Regions from separate parts of the Mus musculus genome. Here region 2 is linked to region 1. The links are chromatin contacts, called in public Hi-C maps. All regions are on one chromosome and are shown on one strand. The core of a region is the stretch at or near the end of the contact, and the rest is flanking DNA. Distances in the headings are between cores, read along the strand shown.

Region 1 (7,502 bases), core at 1,374-3,873:
GGAAAATTTTAGCACTCTTGAAAGTTCTTACTATTTTTTAAGGATTCATTTATTTTATATATGTGAGTATACTGTCACTGTACTCAAACACACCAGAAGAGTGCAACAGACCCCAGTACAGAAGGTTGTAAGCCACAATGTGGTTGCTGGGAATTGAACCCAGGACCCCTGGAATAGCAGTCTAACCACTGAGCCATCTTTTCAGCCCAACAGTTCTTACTTATCAATTAGGCAATTCTCTAGGAAACTTAATCGTGCAATTGTCCTTTGCTTTTCTAAAGACTGCAAGTTTTGTTCCATTAACTCAGTTGATTTATAATCAAGATTCAGGAGCATATGGCTTCCTTTAAAACAGTCTGAAAGGAAAAGCAAAAAGCTTTCTTCCATGTGTCCATTGATGGTCTCAGGAAATAAACTGTCTAGAAGAGCAAAGGCTATATACGTTGAATATCTTCCTAGAATGTAAGGCAATGCAAACATTGTAATCCTTGGTGTGTATAGTGGAAGCGATCTCTGGATCAAAGTCCAATAGATGAAAAATTAAACATCTTGCCTTTAGTTTAGACATAAAAGTAAGAGAGTCAGTTTATGAGAAGAAAATAATGATAAAGGTTAAGTGGGAGTAGTGTTAGGGTTGAACCCTCGTTAGGTTTTACAACTCTCTCTTTCTTTCAGTCTTTCCTTGTAGGAATGCTTGAATATTCCCTGAGTACATAATAAAATAAAGGGTCATGAAGGTAGGAGTCACAGAAGTTTTGTCCCTAAAACTTTAAATGAATTGCCATGCCATATAAATGTTAAGTCATTCCTACACTGAATCATCATGTAATAATACAAGAATGCTTTTCCTTTACAAATATATTGATTAATAAAGTAGTTCAATTTACTCTTTAAAGAGATGATGAAAGGATGTTCTTTATACATAGACAGGAATTGTAGAGCAAGATGTCTGTGATTAATGGTGATAGATTGTGTTCTTAAAATGAAGAGTGAGCCTTAAGTCACAAAACCCCTGTGGGTAATGTGATCATTAGTCGGATTTAAATGTTTTATAAAGTACATGTACTCTAAAGTATCATGTTGTATATGAAAAATACACATTGATGTCCATCAAATTAAAAAAATACTAAAATTTAAAGAAAAATAAGCTCCCTTGCAAGCTGTGCCTCCTGGTGTTATAGGATGGAAACTGTGGCCTCCTCAAGTCCTAGACATTCATGAATTGCTGGCCACTTTTCTCATGAGGCAGAACACAGTCATCACCACAAAGGAGCAACAGCATAACTGGCAGGCCTGGCTAAACATGTTTCCTAGTGCATATTATATTCCTTCATGGGATGTAGCAGATCAGTTCTGCAGTGTAGGGGAGAAAGGCACTTGTTATTTGGGAAGCTTATGGTTCTGGTGCTATTTCCAAAGAATGTTATTTGGAGACTTGAAAAGAAAGGCTTGTCTCAATTCTGACACATCCTGGTCAGCTTCCTTTGCCTCCCTAGAAATTGTTTGCAACTTCTCACCACTCATGGTGCATAAGTGAGCAAGTTGAGTTTTCACCTTAGTGATTTTATGAGCATGGTGGATGCAGAAGCAGTATTAAAGAATATGAGACCATGCTTGACCCAGAGTGACACTTGCGACAGTGGAGTGAGGGAGGCAACTGAGTAGATGCTGAGATACTCACATGCACTCTTTAGAAAAGCAATGCAGAATTGTGTAATTTTTTCCTAGAGGATTGCCTAATTGATAATAGTAAGAACTTTCAAGAGTGCTAAACTTCTATTAGTAAGATCTAGTTCACAGTTATTCATGCTGCAGTGTGGCCATGGAGGAAGAGAGTACTGTTTACTGTTGACTTCCATCTGTTGACGTCTTACTACCTGTGATGAATTGCTTCAACTTGTCTCAGCTATGAAATGATAATTCTTACTTTATAGGATTTTTATGTGTGACAGTAAAATAAAGTAATATGGAAGTGCTGCATAAATTGCAGAGAATGATAAAGAGGCCATTGCTTATTCTAGGTGGAAAATATTCCACCATATTCAACATTGATTATAATGTTTTATGAATTTATGAATTTCATTATTTCTCAGAATAAAAGAACTATTTCTAACCTGACTGGCTATTATTGTCCTAAGAGTTTACATTAGAAGAAAACTTCACACTGGAAAGATCTTTGGAATTCATCTATAAAATGTATCATTATGAATACCATTGTCTTATGGATAATTAATTACTAGTTCTATTACCTGATTCTAAATTAACATCATGATAGTCATTCAGTTCTGTCCATAACCATGCCAATTTATTTCATATTAAATTAGTGTTGCTAACACAGCTTAGTACTTTTATTCAAAGAAATTTGATAAGATTTAGTCAATAGTCAGTCACATCTTCCACAAGCATAGGAAAACAAGACCAGTTTAATAATATCTATGATTTTGATATTTCATTTTTATATTACAATAACATAAAACAATTCATGCTGACCTACCCCAATAGACATTTTACAATACCATTTTATTTTATGTGTATACTTCCTGATGAGCAAAGTTGATGAAACAGTGAACTATTACAGGAAGACAAGCTTCTATAAAAGCCCATGGTGTCACTTAAGATCTCTGCTGCAGGTGTAAGTGCAGTTAGTCATTTCACATATCATTTCTCTTTACAGGAATCACAACCTAAATAAGAGAAAATGGCAAGTGCAGACTGGGGATATGGAAGCGAAAATGGTAAGAGTATTTCTTTTACATCTATCAAAATAGTAGTTTGTTCTCTTTTCTAGTAGAGGATGTATTAATCAGTTAACATTACTGTACATTCACAGGTTAATGGTAAGAGTCATTTTTGAATAATTATAATATTCTTGTATATATTTTTAGTAGTTGGTCTTTGAGCATAAAATTTATTTGGTATGTACATACTATTTCTAACTATGATTGTATAAAGAGCATGATTAGGCCTATATTGTTGATATGGCCAAATATACTGTTTATTAACCTAGTAACAAAAGATACATTTTAAAGTACTGAATGCCATTTAACAGATATGAATAAAGCATAATCTAATAAGCAAACAGTTAGTTGAAGTCCTGATACTTGACATGAAGCATGCTGTGAAATGGTGGTTGCATGGATGTGTTTGTTCATGTAGGTCCTGACCAATGGAGCAAGCTGTATCCCATTGCCAATGGAAACAACCAGTCTCCTATTGATATTAAAACCAGTGAAGCCAATCATGACTCCTCTCTGAAACCACTCAGCATCTCCTATAATCCTGCAACTGCCAAAGAAATTGTTAACGTGGGACATTCTTTCCATGTAATTTTTGATGACAGTAGCAACCAATCTGGTGAGCTCAAAGACTATTATGATACTTGGTTTCTTGGAACTTACTAAGTGAATTTATTTTTTATTGAAAAGATATTTTGCTCTTACATAATACAACCTGACCAGTTTTGCTTCCCTGTACTCCTCCAAGTTCCTTGTCACCCCCAAGTCCACTCCCTCTCCAATTCCCTTTAGAAAAGAACAGGTGTCTAAGTAACAATGAAACCTGATACAACAGACAGGGAAAATGCCCTCAGATTGAGGCTGGACAAGGCAACCAAATAAGAGGAAAAGAGTCCCAAGAGTAGGCAAAAGAGCTGGAGGTCTTCAGAAACAAAACAGCATACCATGCATTTTGCACATGTATTTGTTTATCTCAAAATTGTAATATCTGGGAGGAATTGTGGCTTCTTGGAAGATGGCTTGCAGAGCTCCTAGCTCTGTTTTCTCTCTGTCCTTATCAATAAGCCATTCAATCTATTTTGGGCATTCCAGAATCTTTGTGCTCTATCTGAATAAGTAACATTTCTTCAAAAGAGTATAGTGAGCAGATCAGTATGGGCACGAAACCAAAAGGGCAAATATTCTAAACAGAACGAGAGTAGATGAGCTCAATGGTGAGACACATGATGCACAAACTCCCCTCATACCCTAGACTCTGGCTTGTTCCTTGCCACATGGTCATCAGTATTTATTGAATAAGGTGTTAAATGTTTATTCTCTAAGAGTTCCAAGGATGTAAATTAAAATGCTTGCTGTACTTTCCTAATTTTAACTGTTAGGCACCATAGTGGCTTGCCCATTAAAACACCGAGTTAGGTCTAGTGTTGTGATTGCTCAAGTAATCATATGATTGGACAGACTCCAAGGCTGGACTGTCATTCAGACCAAACATTTTTAAAGTGGCCTTGCCTGATAGGCAGTTTCTCTTCATCCCTTGCCAGGAGGCTCTCAACCAAATGTTCACTCTACATTGTTATATCTTTACTATGTATATAAAAAACGTGTGATGGGAGGTTTTTAATTGATAGAAATTGCTATAAACTGTGACACACATTATGCACTAGTACAGTCTAATGAATGAATAAACTTGCAAATTAATGGATATCCAAGGAAAGCTCTGTGATCACACAACTTATTCCCTCTGAAATATGTCATTTTGGTAACATGTGTAGGTAACTTTGTGGTTCCTTTCCTAGAATTTGTATACATATCTTGAGCTGTATTAGTGACAACATAATCAGGAAGGCACTGTATGTATAATAGTGGGATATGGAGTAGGGAAACACAATGAAAACATAACTTTGGCACCCACTGATGTTTATTTCCATCGTGCACAAGGCAATGTAACATTGGTTTATATTAAAGATGAACTAGAGTTCACCTGGCTGACAATAACTCTCTTTCATTTCAGTTCTGAAAGGTGGCCCTCTTGCTGATAGCTATCGGCTCACTCAGTTCCATTTTCACTGGGGCAACTCAAACGACCATGGCTCTGAGCACACCGTGGATGGAACTAGATATTCTGGAGAGGTAATGCTTAATAACACTAAGAGCTAGTTTATGAGAGTGCCCTAGAAATATCTCTGGTAGCTACAGAAGCTACTCTCAGAACGCTTCAAAGGTCAGACCACGCTGGTCGTTATATGAATGCCTAAATCCATTAAATCAGACACAGTACACCATAATTTGCAATGGATACTTTTCTATAGAAAGAAATACCTTAACTTGTAAAGGAGAGTTTCTGAAAAACTTTGACATCTTTCCAGCTTCAAGGATTGTCCTATCCTTTTAAAGACTCTGACTGAACTGGACATGCCACTGAGCTTCATTTATTTAACTTCCCAAATTTACCAGTAGCATGTATGTGTGCAGACAAGAATACTGGAGTATCATAGGAGAAAGTGCTGGACTTTAATCACAGAGCTAGGCTTTAAAGATTGCAATGGAGGAAACTGCATATGTGTAAGTGAATATGTACATAATTGTGAAAAACTGAACACACGTACATCAAGCTGAAAACTTTCACCTTTAGTAGAGATAAAAATGATAAAATATTCACTTATTTGTATGAATGCCTAATATCTGTATGTAACTATGATTACATATAGATAAGATGTCTATTTTCATTTTAACTTAGTAAAATGAATATATGAGTTTGAAGATTTTTTCTTTTTTCTTTTTAATTTATTTATATTTCAAGTGTTATCCCCTTTCCCGGGGATTGATATTGTTCCCCGGTTTCCCTGAGTCCCAGAAATCCATCTCTCCTCCCCACACTTTAATAAGGGTGTTCCTCTACCCACCTATCCACTACCACCTCCCTGCCCTCAATTCCTCTACACTGGGGCATCTATCGAGCCTTCATAGGACCAAGGAACTCTCCTCCCATTGATGCCTGACAAGGCCGTCCTCTGCTACAATAGCCTCTGGAGCCATGTGTACTCCTTGGTTGGTGGCTTAGTCACTGGGAGCCCTGGGAGGGGGGGGGAGTCTGGTTGATTGATATTATTCTGATTCCTATGGGGTTGCAAATCCCTTCAGTTCATTCAGTCCTTTCGTTAACTCCTCCATTGGGGAGCCCACACTCAGTGCAATGGTTGGCTATGAGCATTCAACTCTCTATTTATAAGGCTCTGGCAGGGCCTCGCAGGACTTATCTATTTCAGGCTCCTTTCAGCAAGCATTTCTTAGCATCCACAATAGTATCAGAGTTTGGTGACTGTATCTGGGTTGAACTCTAATGTGGGAAAGTCTCTGGATGGCCTTAACTTCAGTCTCTGCTCTGCACTTTGTCTCCATATTTGCTCCAATGAGTATTTTGTTCCCCTTTCCTCTGCTTTCAAAAAGCTTTGCAATTTTATGAGATCCTATTTGTCAATACTTGATCTTAGAGCACAAGCCATTGGTCTTCTGTTAAAGAACTTTTACCCTGTGCCCATGTGTTCCAGACTTCTCCCCACTGTCTCTTCTATTAGGTTCAGTATATTTGCTTTTATGTGGAGGTCCTTGATCCACTTGGACTTGAGCTTTGTACAGGGAGATAAGGATGGATCAATTTTCATTCTTCTACATGTTGATTGCCAGTTGAACCAGCACCTTTTGTTGAAAATGCTGTCCTTTTTCCACTGGGTGGTTTAGCTCCATTGTCAAAGATCAAGTGACCATTAGATGTGCTGGTTCATTTTGACTCTTCAATACCATTCTACCGATGAACCTGCCTGTCAATATGCCAATACCATGCAGTTTTTATCACAACAGCTTGAGGTCATGGATGTTGATTGTCCCAGAAGTTCCTTTATTGTTGAGAGTAATTTTCATTATCCTGTTTTTTTTTTTTACTCAAATGAATTTGAGAATTGCTGTTTCTAACTCTATGAAGAATTGAGTTGGAATTTTGATGGGGCTTGCATTGAATCTGTATATTGCTTTCAGCAAGATGGTCATTTTTACTATATTATTCCTGCCAAGCCACAAGCATGGGAGATCTTTCCATCATCTGAGGTCTTCTTTGACTTCTTTCTTCAGAGACTTGAAGTTCTTGTCATACAGATCTTTCACTGGTTTGGTTAGAGTCACACAAAGATACTTTATAGTGTTTATGGCTATTGTGAAGGGTGTTATTTCCTTAATTTCTTTCTCAACCAGTTTATCCTTTGTGTAGAGGAAGGCTACTGATTAGTTTGTGTTAATTTTCTATCTGGCCATTTTGCTAAAGTTGTTTATCAGCTGTAGAAATTCTCTGGTGGAGTTTTTGGAGGTCACTTAAGTATACTATCATATTATCTGCAAAAAGTGATATTTTGACTTCTTCCTTTCTGATTTGTACGCATTTTACCTCCTTTGTTGTCTAATTGCTCTAGCTAGAATTTCAAATACTGTATTGAATACATAGGGAGAGAGAGTGAAGCCTTGTCTAGTCCCTGATTTTAGTGGCATTGAAGCTTGCTTTTTTTTTCCCCCATTTACCAATATATTATCATTATCCAAGTCAGAAGATTTAATTCCATTTCTTTTAAAAATAACTGCTTGGCATTTCAAGTTGTTTGAACTTGAATATCAGAATTTGTTTAACTAGTCTTTTTAAAGAAGAATTATAATGTCTGCTTATTTTATTCCACTGTGAGTTTTGTTTTTAATTTTATCAAAAATGTTTCAATTAATACATTA
Region 2 (7,502 bases), core at 3,644-6,143, 55 kb before region 1:
ACACAGTTACTTTCTTCTTTGCAATGTCTTCTTTTATCTTGAATGGTGGGGAATGTTTAACAATGCACAATCTACAGATTTTCTTTAGTGTCATTAACAACTCCTCTTCACCTATTTCTTCTCAGCAGGTAAACCAACAAAAACTCTAGCACAAAAAAAAAAATCTTTCTGTTACACTATCCTAACTTTCTTCGACTACCTTTCTTGTCTCTTTCCTTTTCCCTTAAATATTTTTGTTTCTTAGCTATCAATTCACATGCAAACTCATGGGTGTTATTAAAACATTTTCATGCACACTGTTTTTGGGTTGATTCTCACCCTCTTCTGTCCACTTCCTGTGGTTTCCTTTCTTCCCTTAGTAGCCACTATTCAACTCTCATGACACATATATTCTTTTATTCTCTCTCCCAAACCTTCTTGTCCTTAAAATCTATTTTCCCCTTCATGATCCCTCTTTTAGTTTATGTCTTATACATACATCATCAAACACAGGTGCGCCCAAGTGTAACTACACATACACACACACACACACACACACCCCCCACATCACATCACATATAAGATATGAGTGAAAAAAATGATATGAATGAAAGCAGTCAGTATTTGTATTTCTGAGTAGACAACAAGGTTAATTACTTCATAGCTTTTGTGAAGAGAGTAGCAATAAATATGAGTATGTAAGTATCTCCAAGGCAGGACTTAGAGGCCTTTGGGTATGTACCAAGGAATGGTGGTAAAGCAGGGTCATATGAATTTTCATTTTTAATTTTCAAGGGCTCTTCATAGTGGTGTCTCCCATCTGTCTACATCCCTGTGAGCAGTGAATAATGATTCATTTATCATTATCCACATACTCATTTAGTCATAGAACCTTGCTATCAAAAAATGAGCGAATAAACTGAACAGACTCAAAAGAAACACAAAAAGCTAATACATGCATTTGAAAGTGCTCAAAATATCTAGCCACCAGAGAGATGCAAGTTGAAACTACTTTAAGATTTCCTCTTTCTAACACTCTTCTCAATGATACCTTGGTCAAGGAAGGAATAAAGAAAGAAATTAAAGACTTTTTAGAGTTTAATGAAAATGAAGCCACAACGTACCCAAACCTATGGGACACAATGAAAGCATTTCTAAGAGGGAAACTCATAGCTCTGAGTGCCTCCAAGAAGAAACGGGAGACAGCACATACTAGCAGCTTGACAACACATCTAAAAGCCCTAGAAAAAAAGGAAGCAAATTCACCCAAGAGGAGTAGACGGCAGGAAATAATCAAACTCAGGGGTGAAATCAACCAAGTGGAAACAAGAAGAACTATTCAAAGAATTAACCAAACGAGGAGTTGGTTCTTTGAGAAAATCAACAAGATAGATAAACCCTTAGCTAGACTCACTAAAGGGCACAGGGACAAAATCCTAATTAACAAAATCAGAAATGAAAAGGGAGACATAACAACAGATCCTGAAGAAATCCAAAACACCATCAGATCCTTCTACAAAAGGCTATACTCAACAAAACTGGAAAACCTGGACGAAATGGACAAATTTCTGGACAGATACCAGGTACCAAAGTTGAATCAGGATCAAGTTGATCATCTAAACAGTCCCATATCACCTAAAGAAATAGAAGCAGTTATTAATAGACTCCCAACCAAAAAAAGCCCAGGACCAGATGGGTTTAGTGCAGAGTTCTATCAGACCTTCAAAGAAGATCTAATTCCAGTTCTGCACAAACTATTTCACAAAATAGAAGTAGAAGGTACTCTACACAACTCATTTTATGAAGCCATTATTACTCTGATACCTAAACCACAGAAAGACCCAACAAAGATAAAGAACTTCAGACCAATTTCTCTTATGAATATCGATGCAAAAATCCTCAATAAGATTCTCGCTAACCGAATCCAAGAACACATTAAAGCAATCATCCATCCTGACCAAGTAGGTTTTATTCCAGGGATGCAGGGATGGTTTAATATACGAAAATCCATCAATGTAATCCATTATATAAACAAACTCAAAGACAAAAACCACATGATCATCTCGTTAGATGCAGAAAAAGCATTTGACAAGATCCAACACCCATTCATGATAAAAGTTTTGGAAAGATCAGGAATTCAAGGCCCATACCTAAACATGATAAAAGCAATCTACAGCAAACCAGTAGCCAACATCAAAGTAAATGGAGAGAAGCTGGAAGCAATCCCACTAAAATCAGGGACTAGACAAGGCTGCCCACTTTCTCCCTACCTTTTCAACATAGTACTTGAAGTATTAGCCAGAGCAATTCGACAACAAAAGGAGATCAAGGGGATACAAATTGGAAAAGAGGAAGTCAAAATATCACTTTTTGCAGATGATATGATAGTATATATAAGTGACCCTAAAAATTCTACCAGAGAACTCCTAAACCTGATAAACAGCTTCGGTGAAGTAGCTGGATATAAAATAAACTCAAACAAGTCAATGGCCTTTCTCTATACAAAGAATAAACAGGCTGAGAAAGAAATTAGGGAAACAACACCCTTCTCAATAGTCACAAATAATATAAAATATCTTGGCGTGACTCTAACTAAGGAAGTGAAAGATCTGTATGATAAAAACTTCAAATCTCTGAAGAAAGAAATTAAGGAAGATCTCAGAAGATGGAAAGATCTCCCATGCTCATGGATTGGCAGGATCAACATTGTAAAAATGGCTATCTTGCCAAAAGCAATCTACAGATTCAATACAATCCCCATCAAAATTCCAACTCAATTCTTCAACGAATTGGAAGGAGCAATTTGCAAATTTGTCTGGAATAACAAAAAACCTAGGATAGCAAAAACTCTTCTCAAGGATAAAAGAACTTCTGGCGGAATCACCATGCCAGACCTAAAGCTTTACTACAGAGCAATTGTGATAAAAACTGCATGGTACTGGTATAGAAACAGACAAGTAGACCAATGGAATAGAATTGAAGACCCAGAAATGAACCCACACACCTATGGTCACTTGATCTTCGACAAGGGAGCTAAAACCATCCAGTGGAAGAAAGACAGCATTTTCAACAATTGGTGCTGGCACAACTGGTTGTTATCGTGTAGAAGAATGCGAATCAAACCATACTTATCTCCTTGTACTAAGGTCAAATCTAAGTGGATCAAGGAACTTCACATAAAACCAGAGACACTGAAACTTATAGAGGAGAAAGTGGGGAAAAGCCTTGAAGATATGGGCACAGGGGAAAAATTCCTGAACAGAACAGCAATGGCTTGTGCTGTAAGATCGAGAATTGACAAATGGGACCTAATGAAACTCCAAAGTTTCTGCAAGGCAAAAGACACCGTCAATAAGACAAAAAGACCACCAACAGATTGGGAAAGGATCTTTACCTATCCTAAATCAGATAGGGGACTAATATCCAACATATATAAAGAACTCAAGAAGGTGGACTCAAGAAAATCAAATAACCCCATTAAAAATGGGGCTCAGAACTGAACAAAGAATTCTCACCTGAGGAATACCGAATGGCAGAGAAGCACCTGAAAAAATGTTCAACATCCTTAATCATCAGGGAAATGCAAATCAAAACAACCCTGAGATTCCACCTCACACCAGTCAGAATGGCTAAGATCAAAAATTCAGGTGACAGCAGATGCTGGCATGGATGTGGAGAAAGAGGAACACTCCTCCATTGTTGGTGGGAGTGCAGGCTTGTACAACCACTCTGGAAATCAGTCTGGCGGTTCCTCAGAAAATTGGACATAGTACTACCGGAGGATCCAGCAATACCTCTCCTGGGCATATACCCAGAAGATGCCCCAACTGGTAAGAAGGACACATGCTCCACTATGTTCATAGCAGCCTTATTTATAATAGCCAGAAGCTGGAAAGAACCTAGATGCCCCTCAACAGAGGAATGGATACAGAAAATGTGGTACATCTACACAATGGAGTACTACTCAGCTATTAAAAAGAATGAATTTATGAAATTCCTAGCCAAATGGATGGACCTGGAGGGCATCATCCTGAGTGAGGTAACACATTCACAAAGAAACTCACACAATATGTACTCACTGATAAGTGGATATTAGCCCCAAACCTAGGATACCCAAGATATAAGATATAATTTGCTAAACACATGAAACTCAAGAAGAATGAAGACTGAAGTGTGGACACTATGCCCCTCCTTAGATTTGGGAACAAAACACCCATGGAAGGAGTTACAGAGCCAAAGTTTGGAGCTGAGATGAAAGGATGGACCATGTAGAGACTGCCATATCCAGGGATCCACCCCATAATCAGCATCCAAACGCTGACACCATTGCATACACTAGCAAGATTTTATTGAAAGGACCCAGATGTAGCTGTCTCTTGTGAGACTATGCCGGGGCCTAGCAAACACAGAAGTGGATGCTCACAGTCAGCTAATGGATGGATCATAGGGCTCCCAATGGAGGAGCTAGAGAAAGTAGCCAAGGAGCTAAAGGGATCTGCAACCCTATAGGTGGAACAACATTATGAACTAACCAGTACCCCGGAGCTCTTGACTCTAGCTGCATATATATCAAAAGATGGCCTAGTCGGCCATCACTGGAAAGAGAGGCCCATTGGACTTGCAAACTTTATATGCCCCAGTACAGGGGAACACCAGGGCCAAAAAGGGGGAGTGGGTGGGCAGGGGAGTGGGGGTGGGTGGATATGGGGGACTTTTGGTATAGCATTGGAAATGTAAATGAGCTAAATACCTAATAAAAAATGGAAAAAAATAAATGAATAAAACTAATGAACAAAAATAAAAAAAAAAAAAAGATTTCCTCTTTCTCTGTAACTTCTCCCCCAGAAGCAATGAGTCAGTTCCACTAACTTAACTTGTTCCCTTGTGGTTCACTCTTCTACACACTGACTTTTGCACCCCTACTTCTCTGGCTCTGTGTTCTCTAAGGTCAGCAGATATCTAGTCATTGCCTAACCCAGTAAGTGCTCCCCAGCATTGCTGGGCTGAGTTCCAGCAGCTTTCTGTGTGATCTTGACTTCTTTCCCACTTTCTCTACCACTCTGACCCTTTGGTTTCATCCACTGACTACTCTGCTGGTTCACTCAAGTCTCTGTTAAGCCTTTTCTTCTCAAAGCTTCAAAGAAGCTATTTAAACCTATCTCTGACTCATCAGAACATACTCCAATCCACCTTTTATCTACACTGCTTACTGCTTGGCTTCAAATCCACCTTCATTCCATAGGCTCACAGATTTATATATCTAGATCTCAAAAACACGATTAAAGACATCAGATATTTTCACCTTGCTCCATCTTCTCCTTTCTACTCTTTCTTCAATATTGCCTTTCTGGATAAATGAATAAACCACCTTTTCTGCTTCAATACATTGAGCATTACTGCAACAGTCTTCCACTGCTTTCTTTAAACTTAACCCTCCATAGTTAATCCTATAATGTACTACCAGCACTGCATGCTATCAAACAACTTGAAAGTCACCTGCTTATTGGAAAGCTTCAGCAGCCATCTTGATCTCTGTGGAAGAGGCAACACATACAAACCATTAGTCCCTATCACCAGGCTTTTCTCCAAAACCTCAACTTCTCTTCTTGTCAAGCTCACCAGCATACTTTATGACCCAGAACCTTTACTAGAGTTTTAGATGTTATGTCATGTAGAAGTCAAACAAACCAACAGAACAAGAACTACACTAGCTTTGTGATTGTGAATAATTTAGGGCAAAGAGACTAACTGGGGATTGGAATTGACTCAGTTCTGGGAATATAAGCAGCCATTCCTGGAGTGTCTGTAACTGGAGAGGGCACAAAAAGCCCATCTGGAATCTCTTCTGATTTCCAACCTCCCTATATGAGAAATATGGAGTCCTGCTTCTCTCTATAAGAGGAAATGGCAGTGGTACTATTCCCTTTCTGGACTCCTGTAGATAAATCTTCTATGTCTACCAAACCAGCTACTTGTAAACTGTGGGTCAGAACTCCTTTGACAAGTCTCTATCTCCAAAAATATTTAAATTATGACTCACAACAGTAACAAAATTCCAGTTATGAAGTAGCAACAGACATAATTTTATGGTTGGGCGTCACCACAACATGAGGAACTATATTAAAGGGTTGCACGATTAGGAATGTTAAGAATCTAACCTGCTGTCGTTTAGTATGATTTTATTTCTGAAGCAAGTGAGGCAAAAGGAAAAAGATAATGCAAAACCCATTCTGCTCTGACTGGCAGCAGTAGTAAGTGGCAGGGGTTCCTGGAGACTGTAATGGCAGCTGGCAGGGTGGGCCTGCCAGTGGAGGTGTCCAGTCACAGATGACATCAACAGAAGGCCTTCTCTCCTGGTTTTCTGTTTTTTTCTGAACTTGGATCATCAAACTTGTTTAGGATTCAGGGAGATATAATAGCTTTTAAATTCATCACTTTTCCCCATTCAGGTCAGCTGGTTTTGGTATGGAGTGCTTACACGCAGACACCCTGTCCTCTGTAGCCAGAATGCTCGTCAATGCCTTCTGTCTTTGGAGTGCTTACATGCAGACATCCTGTCCTCTGTAGCCAGAATGCTCTTCAATGCCTTCTGTCTTTGCAGTTTCATGCAGTCTCATAAGACTCCTTTCGTTCATGTGCTTACTCACTCACAGTTCACAAACACCACCTTTGCTCCTAGACCATGCACATGTTATTGCTGCAAAAATAAAATAAAAATTCTTTCATATCAGGAAATTTATTGCACTCTCATGATAAATTAGCATGCTTTTTACTTTCGCATGTTTTTTTTTTTTCAAGACAGACTCATATGTATCTATCTAGCCTCAAGCCTGGAGTGTTGCCAGAGCTCAGAAAGTTTAATTAATACATAAACAAATTATATTAATTTACATTGCTCATGTTTAGTTGTTTATGCTTATGCATTTCTTTTACTATATAAATCACAATTATCATTAATAAAAGCTCATTCCCTTTTGGAATTGAAATATACATTAATTTCAAGGCATAACATTTAGAAATACTGCAAGTATTTCTGTCAGTTCATATTTCAGGTTTATAAAACTTCTGGTCTACAAATTCGGTTAATATGTCCACAAATCCCATGGTAGTTACATTTACTAACCAAAATATAACATTAAATACTATTATCACCATACAGAAAACCTTCCTTGCATAGTACTCTACGTGGTATAATTCATGTGTTATTGTAATGCTTATACAAAGTATCTATTCTGATGGTCCTTCAATAGCTAATAACAAAGAGATCTGAAGTGACATTTCCTTACACTAAGCTTCTATAATCTCAGGTAGAAAGAAGAGCATGCTCTGCTACTCATTTATGGACAACCTTCTATGCTGACATGTGCTCACCCCATCCTTCTGTATCCTCTCAGTGCCATTGTTTAATGGTCTAAATATACCCTGGATCTTAGCTATGGTGTTTCTGAATCCTTTCCAGGGAAGAAAGCTTCTGCTTCTTCCTCTTCTTCTTCCTCTTCTTCTGCTTCTGCTTCTTCCTCTTC

What was found. Hi-C and Micro-C count contacts between places; a contact is called where the count stands out from the background.
Region 2: a Hi-C map of liver shows a contact between it and region 1, with 4 times the contacts expected there. The contact joins the enhancer-like site here to the promoter of Car1 in region 1. A contact is called at or near these places in 1 of 39 promoter capture datasets (macrophages), 7 of 484 Hi-C or Micro-C datasets (3T3-L1-derived adipocytes, the C2C12 cell line and liver) and 2 of 115 datasets of contacts at active chromatin or transcription factors (a colorectal cancer cell line and liver).

The regions. Positions count from the first base shown.
Region 1 is chr3:14,773,581-14,781,082 of GRCm38.p6, reverse strand. Car1 (carbonic anhydrase 1) reads left to right here and starts at 2,623. Exons shown (of 7, transcript NM_001083957.1): 1 at 2,623-2,735; 2 at 3,157-3,354; 3 at 4,747-4,865. The coding sequence starts at 2,699.
Region 2 is chr3:14,830,417-14,837,918 of GRCm38.p6, reverse strand. No RefSeq gene overlaps it. Among named protein-coding and RNA genes, the nearest start is that of Car3, 29 kb to the left of the region's middle. Within about 2 kb of position 4,893, at least 16 of the 459 cell types and tissues checked have an H3K27ac peak or open chromatin away from gene starts, as enhancers often do. A contact at or near this core is called in the C2C12 cell line and liver, where this site is marked.